3 separate regions of the Zea mays genome follow, and regions 1 and 3 are each linked to region 2. The links are chromatin contacts, called in public Hi-C maps. All regions are on one chromosome and are shown on one strand. The core of a region is the stretch at or near the end of the contact, and the rest is flanking DNA. Distances in the headings are between cores, read along the strand shown. Region 1 holds the start of LOC100191796. Region 2 holds the start of LOC100277057. Region 3 holds the start of LOC100283745.

What was found. Hi-C and Micro-C count contacts between places; a contact is called where the count stands out from the background.
Region 1: a Hi-C map of leaf shows a contact between it and region 2, with 7 times the contacts expected there. The contact joins the promoter of LOC100191796 here to the promoter of LOC100277057 in region 2. A contact is called at or near these places in 3 of 25 Hi-C or Micro-C datasets (ear, leaf and tassel).
Region 3: a contact with region 2 is called in a Hi-C map of tassel, with 2.8 times the contacts expected there. The contact joins the promoter of LOC100283745 here to the promoter of LOC100277057 in region 2. A contact is called at or near these places in 2 of 25 Hi-C or Micro-C datasets (ear and tassel).

What each region holds. Positions count from the first base shown.
Region 1 is chr1:208,348,575-208,351,354 of Zm-B73-REFERENCE-NAM-5.0, forward strand. LOC100191796 reads left to right here and starts at 1,379. Exons shown (of 7, transcript NM_001137221.3): 1 at 1,379-1,455; 2 at 1,595-1,944; 3 at 2,129-2,198; 4 at 2,333-2,457; 5 at 2,627-2,780. The coding sequence starts at 1,680.
Region 2 is chr1:208,748,932-208,751,778 of Zm-B73-REFERENCE-NAM-5.0, forward strand. It overlaps LOC100277057, which reads left to right and starts at 1,322. Exons shown (of 3, transcript NM_001371585.1): 1 at 1,322-1,823; 2 at 1,982-2,218; 3 at 2,570-2,847. The coding sequence starts at 1,608. The coding sequence ends at 2,755.
Region 3 is chr1:208,457,757-208,460,493 of Zm-B73-REFERENCE-NAM-5.0, forward strand. LOC100283745 reads right to left here and starts at 1,387. Exons shown (of 4, transcript NM_001371962.1): 1 at 1,054-1,387; 2 at 887-949; 3 at 284-800. The coding sequence starts at 1,265.

The DNA.
Region 1 (2,780 bases), core at 129-2,628, 400 kb before region 2:
GCGAGCATGCATTTGGTTGTCTCGAAACCGGCCTGCACCAACGCATACAAGCCCAGGCAATTTTTATCAACTCCGCGGGGAAGGGGCCTTCTCAGGCCGGCGGGGGCTTCTTGTCAAAACACATTGCATTTCCATCCAAACCAAACCAAACCAAAAGAAAGAAAGAAACAAAAAAAAAGAGAGAGAGAGAATAATTCCGGCCTCCTACACAGCCAGATATATACACGCACAAAATCCGAGACAACGATGATTATACTGATCTCCTTTGGCGACTCTCGCAGGACGCCGGCCGTCTTTTAGTTTTCGTTTCCTTTCTTCTCTACAAGAAAATATCTTTGGAGTCTGCAGCACATGTGTGTGCAGGAGGAAATTAGGTGCGAGGGAGCTTTCGTCGTACGCGCCTCTCTCTCTCTCTCTCTTTACATCTCTACACTACTAGTACTCCGTATCGACCAATCATTTCTTGCTATTCCGGCCTGTTTAATTTGTCTCATTAGTCATTAGTGCATCTCTCTCTCTCTCTCTCAATAATAATATATAATATAGGAGTACTGCTCGCTCTTAACTGGCTTCCGAGCTCGAGGAATAATGGAGCAAAGGCTCCGAGTCGTTGCGACACTACTGTCTGGAGTTTTAGTACTAGTGTAAATGGAACGGCGGCATGTGAGAAGGGCAAGGGCCTAATTTTGGTGGACGAGGAAATAAAAAAAGGATCCATGAATTCAAAAGGCCAAGGGGTGATTGCGACGCTAATCGTTATTGTTGTCATTTACATTTACGTTATTATTTCGTCGCCCAGAGAACATCTTAAACAGTATAACTGCCGGTAACAGTGACAGCAGCAGTAGAATAAGGCAGCTCAGCCTCGAATCCACTCCCATCGCTTTATGTGCTGCTGAGCTTGGTATTTTGGCGGCGTGGCGTCGTTGAGATCCAGGGTCCCCTTCATCCGGGAGCTCAACGAGGCAACCCAAACCAAAGCATGCATTAATTACTGAATTAGCATCCCAAAAAGCCATCCAACCAAAAGCAAAGCAAAGCAAAGCAAAATAGCAAAGCAGCGCCAAGGCAAGGCACCACGACGGTGGACTTGACAGTCGGCTTCGCTTCTCACTTGTCCCGCCTTTCCGCCGTCGTCTGTGGTCTGTCCTTGAAATGGGTGAGGGGGGGACATGACACGACGACGAAGATGGTGGGGGAGGAGGGTCGAGTCGAGCCCCCCCATATACTATACCATACGGACACGGACCCCTCGCCGTGAACAGTGGCGGCCTGGCCGGCTCACGTTTACGACCCCGTCGCGTCGTGCACCCACCAACACGCCACCGCTCCTCCTCCTCCTGCTACATTTACATTATTGGGGGCCTCTTCTCCATCCGCCACCTCTCGGCGCATCATCAGCTGTGCCTGTGAGCTCTCTCATTCACCGGCACCGCTGCTCTTGCTCTTGTGTTCGTAAGTAACTTCGCATTGCCTTGCCCCGCCCCCTTGTCCTGCTCCCTCCGGAGCTCCCCGCCTGCTCCATTTAATTACTGACTGACTCATACCCTTCCCCGCATTCGCCTTCTTGTTTCTTCCATCCCACCCGTACCAGCCGCCGGTCCCCAATGCCCAGGCAGGCAGCCCAGCACGGTGTGGTGGTCTGATCCGCGGCGGCGCGCCCGTCGCTCCCTCCGCGAATGGCTCCTCCAGCAGGGACAGGGGCAGGGACGGAGGGGAGGCCGGCGCGGCGGCGCGGCACCGGCACCAGCCCCGGACGCACCAAGGTGTGGGTCGAGCCGCCGGGCAAGAGCCACGGCCACCACCACCACCAGGCTCCGCCGCCCCCGTCCCCGCCCAAGAGGGTGGCCGTGGTCTACTACCTCTGCCGCAACCGCCACCTCGAGCACCCGCACTTCATCGAGGTGCCGCTCGCCGTACCGGAGGAAGGCCTCTACCTTCGAGGTCAGTCACTCAAGCCATCCCTACCTCCCTCAATTAAAGGCGCCGCCTCCCGGTTCCGGTGTGGCCGTTGGGGGTCCAACAAGTTCGCCATAAACTCGCTCGCCGTGCGTTCGTACGGACAACAACTATCTAGCTAGCTAGCTGACAGATGCGGTTCGTGTTGACGGTGGCGTTGCCGCTGCAGATGTGATGAACCGCCTCAACGTGCTGCGGGGGAAGGGCATGGCCTCCATGTATTCTTGGTCCTGCAAGAGGTATGTATTGTATACTCCGATCCTGCTGCACCGCACTCCACAATCGAATTCCAAAGTCCAGACCTTTATTGGTCTCATGCTCATCTCATCTCGGCCTCCGGCCTGCTGTGTCGGATCGGGGAACGGAACGTCAGGAGCTACAAGAACGGCTTCGTGTGGCACGACCTGTCCGACGACGACCTGGTGCTCCCCGCGCAGGGCAGCGAGTACATCCTCAAGGGCTCCGAGCTCCTCGACCGCTCGCCGCCGCCGCCGCCAGGTGTCGTATCTATCTCCACGACGAGCGACTGATTCATTCATTCGTTCATTCATTCTGTACGACCTGCTGTTCCTTTTAGACCAAAGCCATTCTGCTGTATGGCTATATGGCCTGTGAACGCTTTCACCAGATCTTGGTCCAATTCGCGCTCGTGCTTTCCTTGTTTCAGATCGGCAGCATGATGGCGGCGCTAGCAACCCGAATGTGGAGGAGAACCTCAAGCACCGCAAGGAAGAAGAGTCCCCGCAGTCTCGGGGCTCGCAGGAAGGGTGCTCGTCGTCGTCGTCTCCTTCCGCCTCCGCCGCTGGCAAGGAGATCTCGCC
Region 2 (2,847 bases), core at 72-2,571:
GGTGCGTGCCTGATGACTAACGATGTACTACGGAACTTCTACCGGCAGGTGTGACATGTGCTCTCCAATGATGAGACCATGCAAATCATGATATATATCGAAGTCTGCATGATACTGATGGTGCAATGTAGTAGTGAAACAACTAAATTAAAATAACAAAATTTATGTATGGCTAGGATCACAAATGGATTATGAAACATTTTCTTATAACAATATAAAAAACACATTTTATATATAAGATATCCTGATATTATATGTTTTCGTTGCAACGTACGGGTACTCACCTAGTATACTAGTATATATGCATGTGTTACATTGTGTGGTTAATTATCGATTAATCGCATTTAATAGATTTAAATCGTGAGATAGATAGATATGGTTTATATGATTACTTTTACAATTGGTATATATCCAAGATTACAAGAGACGGACCACCGGACGACCAGCAGGCAGCGGAGTCAGTGAGGAGTCAGCTTTTGTTTGGCCATCTGCGGCACGCCCATTCTTTCTCCGTCTCTGCCGCGCGGGGCCCCGGAAATCCTCTCTGGTTCCTTCAGGTGCCGCCGCTGCACGCCCATGTCGTCGTCTCCCTTGCCTGCGCCACTGTGCCTGTACCTACTAAACCTACTGCACGAAGCGGCAGCGGCAGTAATCCGGCCGTCTGCACGCAGCACGTCCCTTTCGTTTTTTTAGGAGGAGGAGGAGAAAAAGTATTTTGCCTAGTACTCGTGACCGCTGGTTGGGGTGGGAGGGAGGGAGGGAGTGGCGGTGGGGCAACAGCATGCCAGCGAGCGACTCACCGGCCATGGTCCGGTCAAGTTCGCCATGCCAGACGATCGCCTGAGCCTGGCCGATGAGCATGCTGTACTGTACCTGCTTCAGATGAGATGAGTGTTAAGACAGCCGCCGTCTGCCCCGTCCAAGGTGCTGACACTCCCATGAAGTCCTGCCCCGTCCAGTCCTCGTGGAAATAGGGGGGCTTGCATGTACAGGGACGCAATCCAATTCCATGGCTTATTCATTCAGTCAGTCAGTCAGTCAGAGTCATCAGAAGTCCTCTCTTTTTACAGTGCCCCACCCCCACTTGTGCAGGCAGCTGCTGCAGCAAGTACAGTACGCTGCTGCCCGAATCCGCATCGGGAGGAGCGGACGGAACGCCTGGGCCCACCCGTCACAGGCACACCTACTCCTCCCCTCCCTACTCTGCACGGCTTGGGATTTGCTTGGCGCACCCGCACCCGCAACTGCAAATCCCTCTCCCCACTCCCCAGCACCACCGCTCAACTCAACAAAGCCGAGCAGAGAAGAGCCGAACCGAGCCAAAACCAAAGCAAAGCAAACCCAGGGCGGCCAGCGGACGGAACCCAAGGCGAAAAGGAAGCCAGCGGAAGCAGCGAAAAGCCCACGCCACCTTCCAATCCCCCCCAAATTCCCTTGCATTCCATTCCCTTCTTCCCTTCCCACACACCTCCTCCTCCTCCTCCTCCGCGTCTCTTCCCCGGCCCCCACATCCGTCCCCCCCTCTCTCTCTCTTCGCCGGCCGCCATTGCGCTCCCGCATTGCGCCGGGTCCTACCAGTCCAGCGCGGGTCCGTGCCGGCGGCGGGCATGATGCCGCGGCGCGTGGCGTCGGTGCCGGTGCCCGACTGGCTGGAGGCGCTGCTGGCCACGCGCTTCTTCCTCGCCTGCGCCGCGCACCCGGCGTCCCCGCGCAACGAGTGCAACATGTTCTGCCTCGACTGCACGGGCGCGCCGCCGCCGCCGCCGCCGGCCTTCTGCTACTACTGCCGCGCGCACCGACACTCGTCGCACCGCGTCATCCAGGTATACCTGCCGTCGTCGTCCGGGGGAGGAGGGGGCGCGTTTCTTCTTCTTCCTCTCCCCTCCCCTCCCCCTACCTCCCTCCCTTACTCCGTCGACTGGCAATGCGGCCGGCCGGCTGCGCGAGAGCCAGCTAGCTAACCCCGATCTCCACGTTGCAGATAAGGCGGTCCTCCTACCACGACGTCGTCCGCGTGTCGGAGGTGGAGGACGTGCTCGACATCTCCGGCGTGCAGACCTACGTCATCAACAGCGCCCGGGTGCTCTTCCTCAACGAGAGGCCCCAGCCGCGCGGCGCCGGCGCGGCCGCGGGCAAGGCCGCCGCGTCCCCCTACAACTGCGAGATCTGCGGCCGCGCGCTGCTCGACCCCTTCCGCTTCTGCTCGCTCGGATGCAAGGTGTTGCCTTTTTTTTTCCTTTCCTGCGGTTGCCGATTGTTCCGCCCACCAACCCACCCGCCCTCCCGCTGTCCCGCATCGTTCATTCGTTGAATTCCCCACAAATAATGCACATGCCTCGCAAGAACACCAAAAGTTTGCGCCTTTCTTCATGAATCTTGTTTTGCTTTCTTGTCTTTGACATAAATAAAGAAAGAAATATAATGCCATGGCCATGGGGGTGAAACGAACGGCAATGCCAAGGAATTGGCGTCCATTGGGTTCGGTTCTGTTCAGTCACGCTTAATTCGCCGCCTTCCTTACACCTCACTAGCGCCTTTTTATGGCTTTTTTTTTTAAAAATTCGCGCAGCTGGTGGACACCAAGAGGAGCAACGGCCACGCGGCTAGTTCCGCGGACGGAGGCGGCGGCGGCGGCGGCGCAGCCAGTGGCAATGACGAGACGACGGAGGCCGGCGGGAGCAAGAACGGCCCGGGGGCGCGGCCGCACGGACGGCGGCGGAAGGGGACCCCACACCGCGCGCCCTTCTGGTCCTGACCCACCACCGGCAATGGCGATCGGTCGAGTTACTCCACTAGCGAGCATCGAGGCAATCAAGAGATCGATAGGGGAATAATGGAGGGAGGGGA
Region 3 (2,737 bases), core at 137-2,636, 290 kb before region 2:
CAAAAGGTTGTTGCTTCAGGGATCTGATGATCGATAAACAACTAATAATAATTAACCCAGCCACCAGCTTTTCAGTTCATAATAATACACTGAATGGAAAAAGGCCGGGCGTCATTTGCACACAGCTAGCTATAGCTATTAGCTTAGTGTTGTTGCGTGGTGCACCAGCACCACCACTTTTGCCGCGCGCGTCAGGAGGGCATGTGTGTCTCCCATTCTCTCTCTCTCTCTCTATATATATATTATTGTAATTAAGCTAATCAGTAGAGAGATATATACTGACGGCGTATAGGATGGTGAAGAGCTCGGATCCGGAGTGGAACTTCCAGGCCTCCGCGTCCCTCTCCATGAAGGCGGCGATGACGAGGAACTGGATGACACCGAAGAAGCAGGTGTAGGAGGTGACGGACAGCCGCGCCGGGTACTTCTTCAGCACGGGAGCCTGCAGCACCAGCCAGCCCGACCACGACAGGCAGTGCCCGATCAGGTACACGCACCCCAGCGTCCAGTTCTTGTCGCCGCCCACCGCCGCCAGCTCGAGGCCGCCGCCGCCGCCGCTGCCGCTGGGACCGAAGATGGTGGGGCCCTTGTAGAGCGTGATGACGGACGCACCCGCCACGCACGCCAGCGTGCCCGCCACCTTGGCCACGCCGTCGCGGCGGTCCAGCCGGACCTTCTCGATCCGCAGCGCCGCGGCCATGGCGAAGGTGATGGCCGGGACCGAGTTCTGGATGGCGGACGCGAACGTCGGCGACGTGTTGTCCAGGCCCAGAAGGTAGAACCCTTGGTTCGCCGTGATGCTGTGGGATGTGACAACTATATTAATATTGTAGACTAGGCTAGGATTTATCAGTCATGCATGGTCATGTGGTGCATGCATTCTTACCCGCAGAGCGCGAGAAGGAAGAACTGGACGACGAAGTTGAGGGTCAGCTGCGGCCTGTCCTTCCTGCAGCAGGCAGTTCATGCATTGCATACACATCATCATCATCAGCGAACACAACACAACACAACACAACGCATGCATGCATCATTCCAGCTAGCCTAGCATACTTCTCCAGAAAGTAGGCGAAGGGCACGAGCAGGCAGAGCGCGATGATGTTGCGGTAGACGGGGAAGACGAGCTTGCTGATGCCCATGTTGAGCGCCAGCCGCGACACCACGTGGAAGCCCGCGTAGCCGAACTGCAGCAGCAGCATCGCCACGTGCAGCTGCGCCTTCTCCGGCATGCCGCACACCCGACGCCCCTCCCCTGAATCTGCCATTGTTGCTTGCCTGGCAGGCCGGCCAGCGCGCGACGCCCGGTTGGCCGAGGCACCGAGCTAGCTAGCTAGACCGAGAAGCAGAAGAATCAGAGAGAGGAGAGGGAACTACTCGACCAAGAGCACGGAGAGTGGGGAGTCACTGAGCTCGGAGGGGTCGCTATATAAGGATTAAGGGCAGCCGGGCGGAGTGCCAGCCAGCACAGCGTGAGAGTGGAGTAGCGACCGAGCGAGAGCGAGTGATGTTGTACTGTGGGCTAGTACATTCTACTGCATACTGCATCTAGGCCCCACGGTTGGAGCGACAAAAGAGAGAGAAAAGAGAGGGACGTGGCACTCCAACTGTCACTGTTTTTCTCCGATCCATCAGGGTCCATGAGTTGGGTGAAAACTAGTTAATTTTACACATCACTTCACCTCTCTCTCTCTCTCTCTCTGTATATAATAACATGAATTAGTGAATACGATTGCAATCAAAGAAAACTAAATAGACATAAATCACTACCGAAAACAGCTTCTTTGTCGAGTGTCTGAAGCATTCGGCAAAGACTGAAAAACGCTCGTTGAAGGCTTTGCTGATTGTGACACTCGACACCCGAAGTCTCGGTGAACTGTACATCGGCAACGGCTTCTTTGCCGTATACTTTTTGTCGGGCACTCGGCAAAAAAAGTCGTCGTCACAGCGCCAGGTGACGGCGACAGAGACTGTGACGAGTGCCACGGTGACACTCATCAAAGGCTCACTCTTTGCCGAGTTTCTACTGTACTGATACTCGGCAAAGAAGCTCCCCATGAACCCCTTTGCTAGTCACTTTGCCGAGCGTATTAGGTGGCACTCGGCAAAGACTGCCTCTTTGTCGAGTGCCCGCCGGACTAGCACTCGGCAAAGGGATCTCCAGCAGGCCACCCGCTCCGCCATCATCCTCGCCTCCATCTCCTGTTGTTCCCTCCTCTCTTCTTCTAGCTGGACTTGTAATATTTCACCCCAATGTTATAATAACTCAAAGAGAAGGTGTATAACTCAAGGAATGACCAATTACAGAAGCACTAACCTAGAGCTTCCGTGATTCCGAGATCTGCCACTGTTTATAGCCCAACCAGCCCACATAGCTGTTGGAAAGAAGTGTGGAAAATTGCACTTTACTGCGTTGCACCGGACCTTGCACACTAGTGGTCCAGTGCGCCACCGAACTGTTGTCAAACTGTGCTGACAGGGAGCTGTTCTAATGGACAAGTCATGTCAGGGGCACTGGACTGGGCCGGCGTGCCGCCGAACCTCGGCCACGTCAGCAGAGCCATTATAGTTGGAGATGACTATTGAACTATCAGACGGCCCGGTGCGCTAGCACCTCTTTGTCTCAAAAACATCCCATCTATAAAACTGGTCCGATGATACATTGGACAGGACCGGTGCGCTAGCTGCTCAAAACTAGTTTCCAACCCTACTACACACTCGGTCTGGTGCACCACCGGAT